Linked DNA regions of Mus musculus: region 1 is linked to region 2. A link is a contact called in public Hi-C data. All regions are on one chromosome and are shown on one strand. Each heading gives the region's core, a stretch centred on a gene start, on an enhancer-like site or on the middle of the called end of the contact. The rest is flanking DNA. Distances are from core to core; before and after follow the strand shown.

The links. A called contact is a pair of places that touch in the nucleus more often than the background predicts.
Region 1: a Hi-C map of B cells shows a contact between it and region 2, with 5 read pairs. The contact joins the promoter of 2310022A10Rik here to the promoter of Cic in region 2. A contact is called at or near these places in 1 of 39 promoter capture datasets (cranial neural crest) and 1 of 484 Hi-C or Micro-C datasets (B cells).

Annotation. Positions count from the first base shown.
Region 1 is chr7:27,551,850-27,554,782 of GRCm38.p6, reverse strand. 2310022A10Rik (RIKEN cDNA 2310022A10 gene) reads right to left here and starts at 1,493. Exons shown (of 10, transcript NM_175107.5): 1 at 1,430-1,493. It overlaps Pld3 (phospholipase D family, member 3), which reads left to right and starts at 1,565. Exons shown (of 14, transcript NM_011116.2): 1 at 1,565-1,785.
Region 2 is chr7:25,266,378-25,269,268 of GRCm38.p6, reverse strand. Cic (capicua transcriptional repressor) reads right to left here and starts at 1,570. Exons shown (of 21, transcript NM_001302811.1): 1 at 1,513-1,570. It overlaps Gm45974 (a long non-coding RNA gene), which reads left to right. Exons shown (of 3, transcript XR_001778066.2): 3 at 872-936.

The DNA.
Region 1 (2,933 bases), core at 244-2,743, 2.3 Mb before region 2:
GCCTGGCCTGGGTTCCATTGCCAGGACTTTAAAGTAAATGATAGGACAACCTACTCAAAGGTGCCTGCCATCAAGTCAGACAACAGGAGTTCTGTCGCCTGAACCGGCATCCCACTCGGAGAAAGAGAACTGACTCCCAAAACTTTTCCTAATCTCCACAGAAATGCATGGGCAGGTACATCAATGGGGAAAAAAATTAAAAACAAGTACCTCTGCTTTTCTCCTGGGGGGGGGGGGGGCGGCAGGTGGGGAGGGGCAGAGAGATAAGTAGGCTAAGTAGGTAAAGGCCACCAGGCCAAGCTATCCTCTGGTTTTACATACAGTGTAATAAAACATGTCATTTAAAATTAAAAAATATATATATTAGAGGGGTTAAAACAGCAAACTCAAAGTTCCTACAACTACGTCTGACAGGTATTCATTAAATCTGAACTAAACTAGTGACAGACTGGGACAGTTGTAGACCTAATGTAAGTTGCATGCAGATGTGAGGTGGAAACCAAGTATATAAGACTATTTAGCCACCCTGGCATGATAGCAGAGGCTTTTAATCCCAGCACTGGGTAGAGGGGCAGAGGCAGGCAGTTTATCTGTGAGTTCAAAGCCAACCTGGTCTATGTAGTGAGTTCCACGACAGAAAGAGCTACAAACAGAGACCCAGCTTCAAAAATAATAAATAAGTAAATAAACAAACAAACACACAAACAAAACAACTTTTCAAGTATCTTTCATTTACTGCCCACAAATGAAGAGGAATGTTCTATTTCTATTGTATTTCAAGTTAAGGTTCCCTTCTCCTGGCTAGGATAACAATGCAAAATGCCCCCTTTTAAATTGAGGAACATGCATTAGTCATTATTTTAAATCGCTATTTCAGGACTCAGGAAAGAGGCAAACAATCTTCTTGACTGTTGTTTTGCTTCCTTTGGGCTTCCCTCCTCTATGTTGTTAGAACTCTCAGCTACAATCCCGATCCACCGAGCTGTTGGTATGCCAAAGACATTCATCAGGATCCACACGACGAACATAGGAGCCTGAGATTATCGGTTTTCACTAAACAGAGAAAACTTGGGCTCAGAAAGGTAATGACACAGGCCCAGTTCTTGCAAAGGGAAGCTGGGATTAGAACCCAAACCCGCTGGCCTGCTAGCTCGGGCAGCTCCCGCGCGGGTACCCATCATCAGTGCTAACGAGGATGGAAGAGTAACATGGAGAGCTCTGAGAGCAGAACGGGTGTGCACGACCTGACGTCCCATTACACGGGTTCTACGGTCAGCTTCTGGGCCCCCATTGTACAGAAGAGGAAACTGAGGCTCAGAAAGAGAAATCATTTATCTGATCGTACAGTATGGGCTGCGCGGGAAGTCCAGACCCCCGGCCACCCCGTATCTCCATCCCTAACCTCCTCCGTCCCAGTCCCGCACCTCACCTGGCACTCTGGGGCCCGCACCCCCACGAGGCGCCCGCCCGCCCTCCGGGTCGCGCCAACTGTCAGACACTCCTCCCTCGGCCTGGGCCGCCCGCCCCGGAAGTCCTGCCCTTGATACCGGAAGCCAGACTGCACCTTCCACCAGCCGCTCTAGCCCTCCTAGCCTCCAACCAGCAAGAGAGTGTGGGGCGGCGACCATCACATGACAACACAGAGCCTCGGTCGCGAAGAACGCCGCCAATCAGAAAGGATCAAGTCTAGCCCCCACCCTGCCCGCAGTCTAGCGCGACTGCGCCTGCGCACAGGTGGGCGGGAAGGCGGGGCTAGGTTCTGGAGTAGAAGACTCTGACGTGCAGGTACTGTGCGATCTGGTGCGCGACACCTTGGCTGCCCTCCCTGTGTCACCCTCTCGTCTATAATGCATCTCTTCTATATCGTCCTTGGCCCACTTAGGTGCCCTCATCCCTTCTCTTAAATCATACCCCACTTAAATCGTCACCACCCCTCCCCTTCTGACGCCATGACCTCTCTCACATCGCCCCCTCCTTTAAGAAGTAATTTTTGTTTTTTTGTTTGTTTACAATTAATTGAGTATCTGTGACTGCATTTACCCGAGGAGATCAGAAGATGTCTAATTCCCTGGATTTGTAGTTACGAATGGTTGTGAGCCATCCCATGTGAATGCTGGGTTTTCTAGTTCAGGTCCTTTGGAAGAGCAACAAGTGCTTTTAACTGCTGCACCATCTCTTCAGCACAAACATTGTCCTTTTTATTCATTTTCATTCCCCTTAAGCCCTGATTGGCCTTATATGCTCAGTTTTCTCTTTTTATGTGACAGGGTCTCCTTGTAACCTCAAAGTATGTCAGCTCAGACACGCCCCTGCTGTCCCCAGTGCTCCGCTGGTCACTCTTCCATCTTTGTTAGCACTGGGTACCTGTGCGGGAGATTAGCATTCAGTCACCAGTGCAACTCAGGCTGGCCTTGAATTTTAGATCCAATTGCTCAGCCTCCTGAGTGTGGGGATTGCAAGCACTGATGAGCCGGTCTCTCTGTCATCATTGTCTTAGTCACCCACACATCTCCTTCATGAAACCCCCATTTCCCCTAAATCTCTTCATACCAGTTATTCTTGTACTTCCTGTTTCCATCTCCCCTTAGATTACCCTCAAATCGCCCTGGTGTCTCCATCTCTCCACTAACACATCTGTATTCAGCATTACCCACAAGGAGCCACCCAGCCTTATAGCTTTCCCTCCTCTGTGGGTACACGTTTCACATATTTCCATGGTGTGGGATATTATATGGTATTCTATGGTATCCCAGGGTCCCAGCTTCACCCCTAAACCTGTGGGAAACCCAGGCCACCAAACCATGCCTCTCCAATTCCTGCTTTCCCATTTGTAAAATGCACAGTAGCCAACAGGTTTGTGTGTCTGTAAACCCAATGTCCAGGAGCTAAAGCAGGAGGATCTCTACCTCAGCCTCTGATACATTACAAGTTCA
Region 2 (2,891 bases), core at 321-2,820:
AAACATAAACCTTTACACCCCACCCAGGGCCTACAAGCACACCAGCCAACATCCCTTACCCCTGTTACCTGGACTGGTCTCTTTACCCCAGAGCCAGACCTCTCTTTCTTGGGGCCTACCTTCTTCCTGTGCACCATAGCTAACTACTACCCAGGGTCCCGCGGGCCCTCACCTCCCTTTCAGAACGTGAAACTCCTGAAGCTGAGGCCACCCCATGCCCTTTAGGGTCTCATCCTCTCTATTTCCATCCACCCTCCTGACACCATCTTCGCTTGCCACTCTCTCCCATCTTGTCACCACCTCTACCTTATTTTCTCAGATACTAGGCCCCCTCCTGTTACCCCCCCCCGCTGGTCACCCCCATTTATTTATATCACCTATTCCTCCTATTCACTCTTCTGTCGGCCATCTCTAGACCTCCAAATCTGACACCTCTGCCCATCGCCTCTCTTTATCACCCCCTCCAACTCGGTCCCCTTCCTCTCCCTGTCACCCTGATCTAATCCTGTTACCCCTCCATTCCTGTTATCAGTACTCTCCCCTAGTTGCTCCTTTTCTGTCACTCCCCACTTCCTACCACTTCTTCCACTCTGTCACCCCTTCCCACACCATTCCGCCCACCTCTTTTGCCCTGTACCCCTTTCCCGTCCCTGCCACCTGTCCCCTCTCGGCCTCCAGCTCCCCTCCACCCCCACGCAGTGTCAGCCCTAGCCCCGCCCTTCACCTCGGGCTCCGCGGGGTTTCGGGGCGGGGGGCCGTGGCCCCGGCTCAGTCCGGTCCGGTCCCTCCCCGCCCCCCCTCCGGCTCTCCCTCTCGATTCTCCCTTTTTTTTTTACTCCAACACACAAAATGGTGAATGGACCTGCAACAGCTGGAGCAACCAGCCAATAAACGGCCACAACCCCGGTGACCGGCGCCAACCTAGACCAATAGATATTCGCTGTCTAGTCGGCTCCGCCTATCATCCGCAAGCGACACTTGCTACCACCAATTGCGCTCTTCCGGCAGCGCCAAGGGGCGGGGTCAAATTCCAAGACCGGCCTCCCTCCGGGACCGACACCAACCTAAGCCTACGACTGCCTGATCTGCCTAGAACTCTACCTTACAACAAGTAATGGACACCTCCTTTAACCAATTAACAGACTATTTATATGCCGAATGACAATTACAGTACCCAATCACCATCCATCTTAAGCAAGAAACCACCCCCTGCGAGGGACAGTAACCAATAAAATGAAGGGAGGCGGGACTAAAGGATATGCCCTCCAATAAACAAGCTCGAGAGGCGTGGCCCGAGGGTTTGTTGACCAGCTGAACGCAATGCCTGCTGGGAATAGTAGTCTTCTTCTGTATCCGGCCCGTAGTCAGAAGCATAAGTCAGACTACAACTCCCATGTGACAGAGTGCATGGAGCTCCAAAGAACCCGGGCGAAGAGAAAAAGTCGGAAAGGGCAGCTCCTCCTGAGTCTCGCTGGACACTGGGAACATCTTAGACCCAGGGCCCCGACTCACCCGGATTGCTGGCTCTGGCGTCGCCAGTGGCTCCTCGCTGAGGCGGCTGTAGCGGCACGAGGGGGAGGTGCAAAGAGCAGCCAACCGACACCCGCGAGCCCCGCAGCCAATCAGCAACGGCAGGGGCGGTGCAATGACCTCACCGGTTCTACTCTCTTACCCCTCCCCCACGTGGTTGTTGGTGCTGGTAAACCAGAGTAGAGAAGTTTGGGGTAGGGGGATGGGAGGAGAACTAGTGATGTCACCTTTCCTCTGCATGATTGGCTGTCGGGTGGCCGGACTACGGCCAATCAACAGTCTCAAAAAGTCTGGCGCGGCCCCGCGGAAAGCCCTGTTGCCACCAGAAGGAGAGAGGACCTGCGGTTGTAGGGTAGCGCGCTCTGCAGTACTGGCAACCCGCGTGGCCTGTGGCCGTGATGTCAACTCCAAGACTTTTTGATTTTAGGACGGCGCACTTTTCTGATCGCACCCTCCAATCTCCAAACTTTTCTTTTGCGTCACTTCCTGGGGTTTCACACTTCATTCCGAAGGCGAATAGCCCTATGGCTTTTCACACCTGAGGAAAGATGTGTAAAAATCTTGGGGTGGGTGTCACACCGGAGGTGAGGAGAAGAGCATGTGCCACATACCCTCTGAGGCATAGACAGCTGTTGCCCCGGTGCCGAGTTTACACCAGGTGTGACTATCCCTAGCTTCAGTCTTCCCATCAGGTTTCCCTTGGATCAAAGGATAATGGAGAATGGTGTACTCCTCCTCTAATGAAGGTTTCTCTTGCATATGATGGATACTCAAGACTGTAATAGTGAAACACACACACACACACACATCTGGTCTATTGTAGCACATCTTACTGTTGGTGCTGGTTAGTTTTTAAGTTGACACAAGTACCAAATCCTGACATAGAGTGAACCCCAATTGTCTCCAAAAGATTGCCCTGTAGGCAAGTCAGTGCAGTACTATCTTAATTAGTGGTTGGTGTAGGAGGGTCCAACCCATTGTGGGTGGGTGCAACCCCTGAGAAAGTGGTCCTGGGAAGCAGGCGAAACAAACCATGGAGAGCAAGCCATTATGAAGGGTTCTTGCATGGCTTCCCCATTGAATTCTTGCCCAGAGTTCCTGCCCTGACGCCCCTTCAGATGGGCTTGATGAAATATAAGTTGAGATAAACCCCTTTCTCATTGAGCTGCTTTTAGTTATTCTGCTTTCCTTATGCTTGCACTATGCTCTGTAAGAGAATGTTCTGGGATATATGGCTGCTTCACATAGGACATGCAAAAAGCACCCATTATCTATGGCACTTACAGTGAGGCAACTTCTCGATATCTACAGGAAGTTCCCACCGTGCCGCAGACCCTATTGATCCCTTGTCTGCATGGAAC